Linked DNA regions of Mus musculus: regions 2 and 3 are each linked to region 1. Evidence: chromatin contacts called from public HiChIP or PLAC-seq data. All regions are on one chromosome and are shown on one strand. Each heading gives the region's core, a stretch centred on a gene start, on an enhancer-like site or on the middle of the called end of the contact. The rest is flanking DNA. Distances are from core to core; before and after follow the strand shown.

Region 1 (3,065 bases), core at 404-2,903:
ATATAAGCTAAGGACTTCTTTAGGAATCACAAATATTTAGTGAAACGTTGCCATCTGATTGCATTTTCTATTTTCTTGACCCTTGTTATTTTAAGATATATTGAATCCCTTGTCCAGTACATATATTCTTCTAGGACACCACCCTTACTAAACATGTCATCTCACTGTGAGTGAAAATTTAACAATCAGACCTTGTATGGTGAGGCATGTGTTCATCATTAGCAGTAAGCCAGTGAGTGTCGAGTTCCAAAATCCCATCTAAATATTCTGCGTACCAACTGTGCCATTATGGGTTTTTCAAGAAGTTTCTTGAAAAGTGACTATTGCTGAAGGAATAAACTAGTTGCAATCAGGGGACCCACTAGACTAAGAAAGAGATGCTTGCAAAATTTTCAGTCCAATGTCCATATCTGGAGCAAAGATCACTCATTTAAGGAGTGTTGTGATAATGAATATGGACAGACTATGCCAACACCATACATAGATATCGGTCAGGAGATTGTCTGAAAACTATGTAAACTTTATTAAAGAGGTGTGCTGGTTTGTATATGCTTGGCCCAAGGAGTGGCACAATTAGAAGGTGTGACCCTATTGGAGTAAGTGTGTCACTGTGGGTGTGGGTTATAAGACTCTCATCCTAGCTGCCTGGAAGTTAGTATTCTTTTAGCAGCCTTCATATGAAGATGTAGACCTCTAAGCTCCCTCTTGACTATGACTACCTGGATGCTGCCATGTTCCCACCTTGATGATAATGGACTGAACCTCTGAACCTGTAAGCAAGTCCCAATTAAATGTTGTCCTTATAAGATCTGCCTTGGTCATAGTGCCTGTTCACAGCACTAAGACAAGAGGTGATATACCTCATAATGAAGACTATTAAAGACTGTCAGCTAACCACACCCTTTGTGCTTACTGAGAAATCCTTTTTGTTTCTTCTTTTTATTATACTTTTGATCAGCATGTAACATAGTAGGATTAACATGACATTTCCAAGTGTGTGTATCATTATATATTGCTCACATTCACTCCCTTGTGCCCCTACTTTGATGCCTACCAGTCCCTCTCCTCTGAATAGTCCTCTTTTTGCTTTCATCTCACATAAGCAGAGATGATGTATCAACAGATAGGTAGATGGTAGATAGATTATAGATAGATGATAGATAGGTAGATAGATAGATAAATAGATATATAGATAGATATCTCAGTTTCTTTGTATATTCATCTATTGATTGACATCTTGGTTGATGCTATATCTTGGCTTTTGTAAATAGTGGTGCACTGAGCATGGCTGTGCAAGCCTTATTTAGTATACTGAATAAATTCCCTTGGATACAAACTGCCTTAATGTTCTATTTCTGTGAAGAGACTCTATGACCAAAGCAAATCTTATAAGAGAAAGCATTTAGGTGGGTCTGGATTACAGTTTCCGATGTTCAGTCCACTATCATCATGGTAGAGAACATGGTGGCACACAGGCAGACATAGTCCTGGATAATCACTGGGAGATCTACATTCAGATCCACAGACAGCAGGAAGAGAGAGCCACTGGACCTGGCTCTGGTTTTTGAAACCTCAATATCTATTTCCAATGATACACTTTCTCCAACAAGGCTCCTATTCACTGCCTGATGACTCAGCATTCAAATATGAGCCCACTGGGATTATTCATATTCAAAATCACCACACATACCAAATGTGGCATAGATAGATTGTACTGTAATTTCACTTTGAGTTTTATTTTGTTTGTTCTGAGGAGACCAGACCAATTTCTACCACAGTTATACAAGTTTACATTCCCATGTGCAGTGTATAGGGGTTCCATTTCTAGTCTCTCATCCTTGCCAGCAGTTGCTGTTTTGTGTTCTAAATGGTAGCCATTCTGATTTGAATGAAATTGAGTTTTGGGTTTCAAGCAATTCTCTTGAGAGTTGTATATTAAATTAAATTGAAGATTTATTGATTGGGTAAAATTCTTTTATTCTAGTGATTATTTTTTTAATTCTTTATAGATATTGCTCTTCTGTCAGATGTATGGTTGATTTTTCACATACTCGGTGGTCTCTCCATTCTCATACTTGCTCTTTGTTCTTCTAAGACTTTCAAATTTCATAGAGATCCATTTGTCTATGATTTTCCAATTAGTTCTTAAGACAGTGGAGGCCTTTTAAGGAAATCCTGGCTTAAACAATTATGTTGAAGAGATTTTTTCCCTTTAAAAGGCACATACTTCCGGTTTTGGGCTTTTTTTTTTTTTAATTAAGTCCTTGGATTCATTTTGAAATGAAGTTAGTAAAACATGAGAGACAGAGATGCAGTTTCATTATTCGATATCCAGTTTCTTAATCACCATTTGTTGAAGAGGGTGTCTCTTTTCTAATGTATATTTTTGGCAACTGTGTTAACATTCAGCCATGTGGAGTTATGTTTATGCCCTCTTTTCTATTTCGTTTTGTTCTAGCCTGTTCTGTCCATTCTTTCTATTTTGCCTGTGTTGTGGCAGAACTGGAAAGGGTTTGCTATTGTGCTACTGCACTGGAGGGTAACATTAGGATTTGTGAAATTTCAACACTGCTCTTTTTCCCTAGCTTTACTGACCATTTTTTAAAATTATCTTTATTTTTATTTTTTTCATACAATATATTTCAATTATATTCTTGCTCTTTTCCCAATTTCTCCCAAATGCTTACCCTCCATATCCGCCTGACTTCATTTTTTTTTTTCTCTTGGGGAAAAAAAAAAAACAACATACACACAACGAAACAAAACAAGCAAACAAACAAAATAATGAGAAAAACAAAACAAAAGCACACAAAAACAATGGAGTCTGTTTTCTGTTAGCCAAGTACTCATGAGGTCTATCCAAGAGTATGGTTGATATATTACTGACATATGATTTTTTAGAGTTTCTGTTTCTTTCTTTCTTTGAAAATGTCATTAGCATTTATATGGGAATTACAATGAGCCTGTATATTTTCTTTTTTAGATATAGTCACTTTTATGGTATTAATTTCAATCCATGAGGATGGGAAGCCTCATCTTTCAGCATCCTTTTAAATTTATTTATT
Region 2 (3,065 bases), core at 297-2,796, 430 kb after region 1:
CGTACAAGGTCTGAGAAAATCTCCCCAGCCTTCGGTGACTGGCATCTATGTCATGGCTTGTCTCATTATACAGGTTTCTATCTCTGCCTATGAGAACTCAACTCTAGAAGCTCCTTCCTGGAAGGGAAAAAGACAATCTCCTGAAGCAGAAATACTTTCAAATCATCCATCTCCTAAGAAACTTTGTCTAAAACCATGGCCCTCTACTTTCCGAAGTCTGTGACCCTTTAATATAGTTCCTTATGTTGTGGTGACCCTAAACATAAAGTTATTTCATTGCTACTTCATAACTGTAATTTTGCTACTGTTGTAAATTATAATGCAAGTATATTATATGTGACCTCCGAAGGGTTTGAGGCCCACAGGTTGAGAAACACTGGTCTAGACTATGGAAAAAACACTTCTGATACAACAATAAGAGAATCCAATGTAAACATGGGCTAACAATTTGAACTGATATTTTTCCCAAAGAAAATGAATAAAGCACCAAGAAGAACACAGGAAGATACTGAGTATCGTTAGTCATTGAAGGAACGGAAATCAACCCAAAACACAAGGAGGTGCCACTTGCTCCCTGCAGGACAGTGTATGATCTAAGAGGACACATGAGAACAAGCACAGATAGAAACATGGAAAACAAGAAAAACAAGAGCTCTTCCTTGGGGGCTACAATGAGAGGAAAATGGTAAGGCTGTTTTGGGGACAATCTGGCAGTTCCTTCTCAAACTAAAAATGGACTTTTCATATGACCCAGCACTGTACTTAGGCATTTATCCCAGAGAAATGAAGGCATTTTTACATAGGAGAACTGTCCACAAATGTATACACTGGATACCCTTCCAAGTATGAATGAGGCAAGATTGTGGTATACACATAGCCTAGATCACTTCTCAGATGAATAAAACATAATGAAGTAAAAGAACACGGATCAAACTACTTAAGTACACAAGGACCTCGAGGATGCTAATGCCGAGTCCAAAGCCACCCTCTAAAGGGTACACACTACATTGCTCCATTTTCATAACACTTGTGACAGCATATAACGACGGGGCCGGAGAACGGAGTAGTCGCTACCATTGGTTAGAGGTGGGGGAGACAGACTTTATAGGTCAAGTGGGGAGACAATCTTCTAAAGTAGACCAGTTCATCTTATTAAGTCAGGAGATGTAAGACATGCTATAATCACATACAACTTAAAACACACACACACACACACACACACACACACACACAGTGAGACAGGAGAGGTATCAACTGCTTTCAGAGAATTTGCAGCTTCAGCTGGTAAACCAGTTGTCTCCCCTTTGTGGCATTACAGTCCACACTCCAGAGGTAATGATGCAGGAGATAGAAGAGCCTTTCTAAGTGGCTCCACAGAAAATGTGCAATAAAAACGACATGACCCTGACTTTAACCTGGAAGCCAGTACCATGCAATAGGTATAATAGTTTTCTTCCTAGAGTTGTACTGAATAAGGTACAGAATATAACCCCATTTCAGATATGCTATGGAATGTTATTTGAAGTCTTCCCTCACCACATAAGATGACTCACTAATAGTGAGTCAGTGTGACTAGGCAAGGGAGACAGAGTGGTTCATACCATTCCACCAAGTGTTGTCCCTGCCACTTGTATCACCTGTGGTACCAGGGAACTGCACAGATCTCAGGATCACCCAGGCCTGCTGAATCCAGAACTCTTGGGAAAGAGCCTTGGATTCTATGTGAGTCCATTGTAATGCCCAGTACATTTTGTGCAGCAGGGAACTGGTAGCTAAAAACTTAGTAAACAAGAGCTCAGTGGTCAAGCAGCCAAACCTGGGTTCACAGTCTATGCTTACCATCCACAAACTGGGCAATCTTGGGAAATACTAATTTGTCTGGGCTTAGTTTCCTGGTTCATCCAAAGGGGTTGATCCTTCTACTGACCTGACCAAATGATACATTCTTTTCTTTTTCTTTTTAATTTCTTTTCTCCCTAGACAGGGTTTCTCTGTGTAGCCCTGGCTGTCCTGGAACTCACTTTGTAGACCAGGCTGGCCTTGAACTCAGAAATCCGCCTGCCTCTGTCTCCCGAGTACTGGGATTAAAGGTGTGCACCACCACGCCCGGCTTCCAAACGATACATTTTAATTAAAGTACAGCACCTTATGAGCATTTCTGCAAAAGATAGCTGTAATCACTTCAGCTGAAGGGAGCCAGCAGATTATCAGAAACACAGGCAGCTGTCAATGAGGAGACCTGGGCTGAAGAATCTGGAGTGTGGCTCTCCTGCGAGACCCCCATGCACATCTCTTAGCTTCTGTCAGTCTCAAAGCTGTGAAGCTCAAATGAAATTATGTACATGCAGTATAATCAGGAAAGTAGTATGCAATTGCAGGTTATTATGGCAAATTATATCAGAAGGAATGGAATAAACATTTTTTAAAAACTACCAACAATGAAAAAAACAAAAAAACAGTTTTGCAAAGACAGCCAAGAGACAAACGAGGAGCAGACCCGTTAAAAGAAAATGAAAGCAGAAGCCGCAGCTCCCCACACAGCAGCAGTGTGTAGTTTAAAAGCTTTCTCCTCATCAGAAGCTGTACAAGGAAGGAAGCCGCTGCTGTGGCTTGCTGTCTTCCCAGGGTTCCCACAGATCCTCTCTCACAAGCACGTTGGCCAAATGATCCTGCTTTTTCGCTAGCCACAGTGGACAGGCAAGAAGCCAGCAATGAGCCTCTAATCTTCAGACTCACACAATTCCAGGCTGCCTGAGGTGATAGTTTGTCTCGAGTATTTACTTATGAACTGGGTGAACATCACAGCTGCTCTTTTTCTGCCAGCCCCGTCCCTTCTAAGTAATGATTCTTCTCTGTTTATACCCAGATTTGAGTCACATCTCTTATGAAAAAAAATCAGAAAGCTAATACTTGGGGTGGCTGAAGTTCCAGAGTGCCCTGTGATGAGGAAAAGGAAATACAGACTAGTGCATCTCTGTTCTTGGATGAGTGTGTGAGTGCGTGTGTGCCATCCACATGTTAGGTCCGTCTTAAGAAGATCGTGGTCCAGTGAAAACACTGTGAAG
Region 3 (3,065 bases), core at 267-2,766, 320 kb after region 1:
CTGCTTTGTCATGCTTCTAAAGAGAATATAAGCAGACAGCCTCACAGTCTCGCAGGGAGAAATACTTCCAATTCTAGGAGTCAGCGCAGAGGAAAGACAAAGCAGACCACCCACAGCAACGATGCTATGTTATAATCCCCTCATCTGTCACCAGCATTCATACATTGACCTTGCCTTTAGCCTTCCTGGAGCTGGATCAGGTGCTCCATGCTACAGTTGGTGGAAACAGATATCACATGTCTATTCACTCACAGTAAGTCATGTAGCCTGAGAACTCCTGAAATGGTCTCTCCTTGATTTCTCAATCACCAGTGCACATAACTTCTCCAAATCAAAGCACCAGTAACAAAAGCCAGCCACGGGAGTCGAGTCAGGAGTTAGAGTGAGGCTGGGACTTCTGCCCTTTCCTCTTCATTTCCACTTTGTTTTATAAGCTAATGAGTGCATAATTTCCTTTGCCAGGATCTTCTGAAGGGTGTTTTGATTTTGGGTTAAGTTACCAAGGAGATTCTGAAACAGAAGGTGAACAAATCCTTTACTCACGGACACAAGGAAAGCTTGGGATAGTCCTCATTTGCTCCATCAGCCCCACTTCTCATATTTATATTTGAACTGCCATAGCCTGGGTTCTCATGGAGAAGAAGGACACTGGAATGTGCAGTAATGAGATAGACCTCTTCCTTCTAAAGCAAAGCAATCTACCTGTCCCATAAAGCTGACTGTGCTGCTAAAACATAGTGGCGGGGAAAGATGCCAAAATAAATCATTCACGAGATTTAAAGATGCTCCCCAAAGGAAGTGCTCTCTCATGAGGATAGTTAGAATATCTACCTGCCATTGAAGGATATGCAAGCCGCCCCTTACACCAATGTGAGCCTCTTGTAACCAGGGAGGGTCACAGAGATTCAATTCCATAAAAAGCAGCTTGTAAAAATAAAATTCAATTCTTGGCTTGTGTTGCAACACTTCCTCTGTTCCAAACTTAATACTGGAGCCACCCACAGGACCGCTGTCACAGCCAAATACAGTAGGGAATCAAGTCTTCTCACAGGAGGCCATCAAGAAGAGCCCCACTGCCAGCATCAGGTAACAGTACAAACAGGCTGTGGAGGCCCCAGAGCAGGATCGCTGTGTTTGCCTCATCTTGACAAGCCAGAGATGCTCTACAGGCCTTCTCAAAGTATTATTCATAAATATAATACTGTAGACCACAGAGACAGCTATTCCCTGGCACTCAGAACTTCTGACTCTGGAGGAAGCAATTCTCAGTTTGCCAGACTCTGTGAACCCAAAATGATGACCACAGAGAAAAAGACCTCTCATGTGATCTCTGTCTAACCCATAGTACTCATTCAGTTGCCGTGATGTATTTGCTCTCCTGTATAATTTACTAATGTTATCCAAATATAATTCTTCTCTTCTCAGCTAGACAGTAAATTATATGACGTCAGATACCGTCCAGCCCCAGACATCAACTTTAAGCTATTAGAACCAACCTCCTTAAACAAACTTCACATCATTTGCCTTCAAAGAGAGAACTGTATTCCAATATGTTGCATCATTCATGCCACAGTCATGATTCATTTGCTCTAATTTATATCATTTCTTGCTCCCTGAGCTGTTTTTCTCTTTTAATATTTCTCAATCTTCCTTCTTGTAAATGATCTAGTCTTGCTTCTTATATTAGCCTTGAACATGAGAATTTTCCGAGCATCTAACAAGAGAGCTGGCTCTGAAGACAAACATCCTGAATCTAAATCCTAATACCATTATGATGGTTTGTATATTCTTGGGCCAGGAGTGCCACTATTATGAGGTATGGCATTGTTGGAATAGGTGTGTAACTGGGGACATGGGCTTTAATACCCTAGTCCTAGCTGCCTGGAAGCCAGTCTTCTAGTAGCTTTCAGACAAAGATGTAGAACTTTCAGCTCCTCTTGCACCATATCTGCCTAGATACTGCTATGCTTCTGCCTTGATGATAATGGACTGAACCTCTGAACCTGTAAGCCAGCCCCAATTATATATTGTCTTTAAAAGAGTTGCCTTGGGCATGGTATTTGTCCATAGCAGTAAACCCTAATGATAACAAACACCATTTATCAACAAAGTGATCCTAGGAAAGTTATTTTAGTTTATGTAACCTTAGTTTTCTCAGCAATAAAATGATATCCATAACAGCACCTATTTTCTTGAATTGAGCAGATAAAATGGCTTTTTAAGCAAGACAATCTGAGTAATACCCAATACTATAGATGTGTTCAATAATTATCATAAGTTGAACAATTTTTGGCCCTTCACTGGCCATGTGGATGCTTTAATGTTTAGTGGACGTAACAATATTCAGTGTAGCTTGTCTCCCAGATAGTTTACACATGATAATCTACTCCAGGATTACTCCAAAAGATGGAAGAGACCACCTCCTCTTCTCTTACACAAACAGGACATCCTCTGCCTGATACAGAGAAAGTTTAGTGTGAACATCGTCTCATCTGGTGATTGATTTCTTGTGGGTCCCAGATTTATTAAATGGAGCACCACAGAGCTTTAGTAAAATTAAACACAAAAGAGTCTTCTTTTCCCCTATAGATTGATTTTCTATCAAAGAAACACCTAACTTGTGCTTCTCTGCACACTTAACACTTACAAGTATGCCATAACATTTCCTATACATCCAATCATGGTCTCCACCCTTGAGTGGACAGCAACTAGGACTTTTTTTTTTTTAGTATCATTATTTTGCCTCTTTTTTTTACTAGATATTTTCTTTATTTACATTTCATATGTTATCCCCTTTCTTGATTTCCCCTCTGAAAGCCCCATATCCCATCACTCCTCCCCCTGTTCACCCACTCCCGCCTCCCTATTCTGGCATTCCCATATACTGGGGCATCGAGCCTTCACAGGACCAAGAGCCTCTCCTCCCATTGGTGTCAGACAAGGCCTTCCTCAATTACATATGCAGCTGGAGCCCTGGGTCCCTCCATGTGTACTTTTTGGTTGGTGGTTTAGTCCCTGGGAGTTCTGGGGGTACTGGTTAGTTCATATTGTTGTTCCTCCTATGG

The links. HiChIP or PLAC-seq counts read pairs in DNA pulled down with a chosen protein or histone mark.
Region 2: a CTCF HiChIP or PLAC-seq map of the NIH/3T3 cell line shows a contact between it and region 1, with 6 read pairs. The contact joins two enhancer-like sites. A contact is called at or near these places in 1 of 15 datasets of contacts at CTCF or cohesin (the NIH/3T3 cell line), 2 of 484 Hi-C or Micro-C datasets (cerebral cortex and cortical neurons) and 1 of 115 datasets of contacts at active chromatin or transcription factors (embryonic fibroblasts).
Region 3: a contact with region 1 is called in a CTCF HiChIP or PLAC-seq map of the NIH/3T3 cell line, with 6 read pairs. The contact joins two enhancer-like sites. A contact is called at or near these places in 1 of 15 datasets of contacts at CTCF or cohesin (the NIH/3T3 cell line) and 1 of 484 Hi-C or Micro-C datasets (cortical neurons).

Annotation. Positions count from the first base shown.
Region 1 is chr15:52,679,873-52,682,937 of GRCm38.p6, forward strand. No RefSeq gene overlaps it. Among named protein-coding and RNA genes, the nearest start is that of Med30, 31 kb to the right of the region's middle. Within about 2 kb of position 1,654, at least 9 of the 459 cell types and tissues checked have an H3K27ac peak or open chromatin away from gene starts, as enhancers often do. A contact at or near this core is called in the NIH/3T3 cell line and embryonic fibroblasts, where this site is marked.
Region 2 is chr15:53,111,360-53,114,424 of GRCm38.p6, forward strand. The region is part of intron 1 of Ext1 (exostosin glycosyltransferase 1); the gene reads right to left. Among named protein-coding and RNA genes, the nearest start is that of Gm41323, 180 kb to the left of the region's middle. Within about 2 kb of position 1,547, at least 114 of the 459 cell types and tissues checked have an H3K27ac peak or open chromatin away from gene starts, as enhancers often do. A contact at or near this core is called in the NIH/3T3 cell line and embryonic fibroblasts, where this site is marked.
Region 3 is chr15:53,000,620-53,003,684 of GRCm38.p6, forward strand. No RefSeq gene overlaps it. Among named protein-coding and RNA genes, the nearest start is that of Gm41323, 69 kb to the left of the region's middle. Within about 2 kb of position 1,517, at least 31 of the 459 cell types and tissues checked have an H3K27ac peak or open chromatin away from gene starts, as enhancers often do. A contact at or near this core is called in the NIH/3T3 cell line, where this site is marked.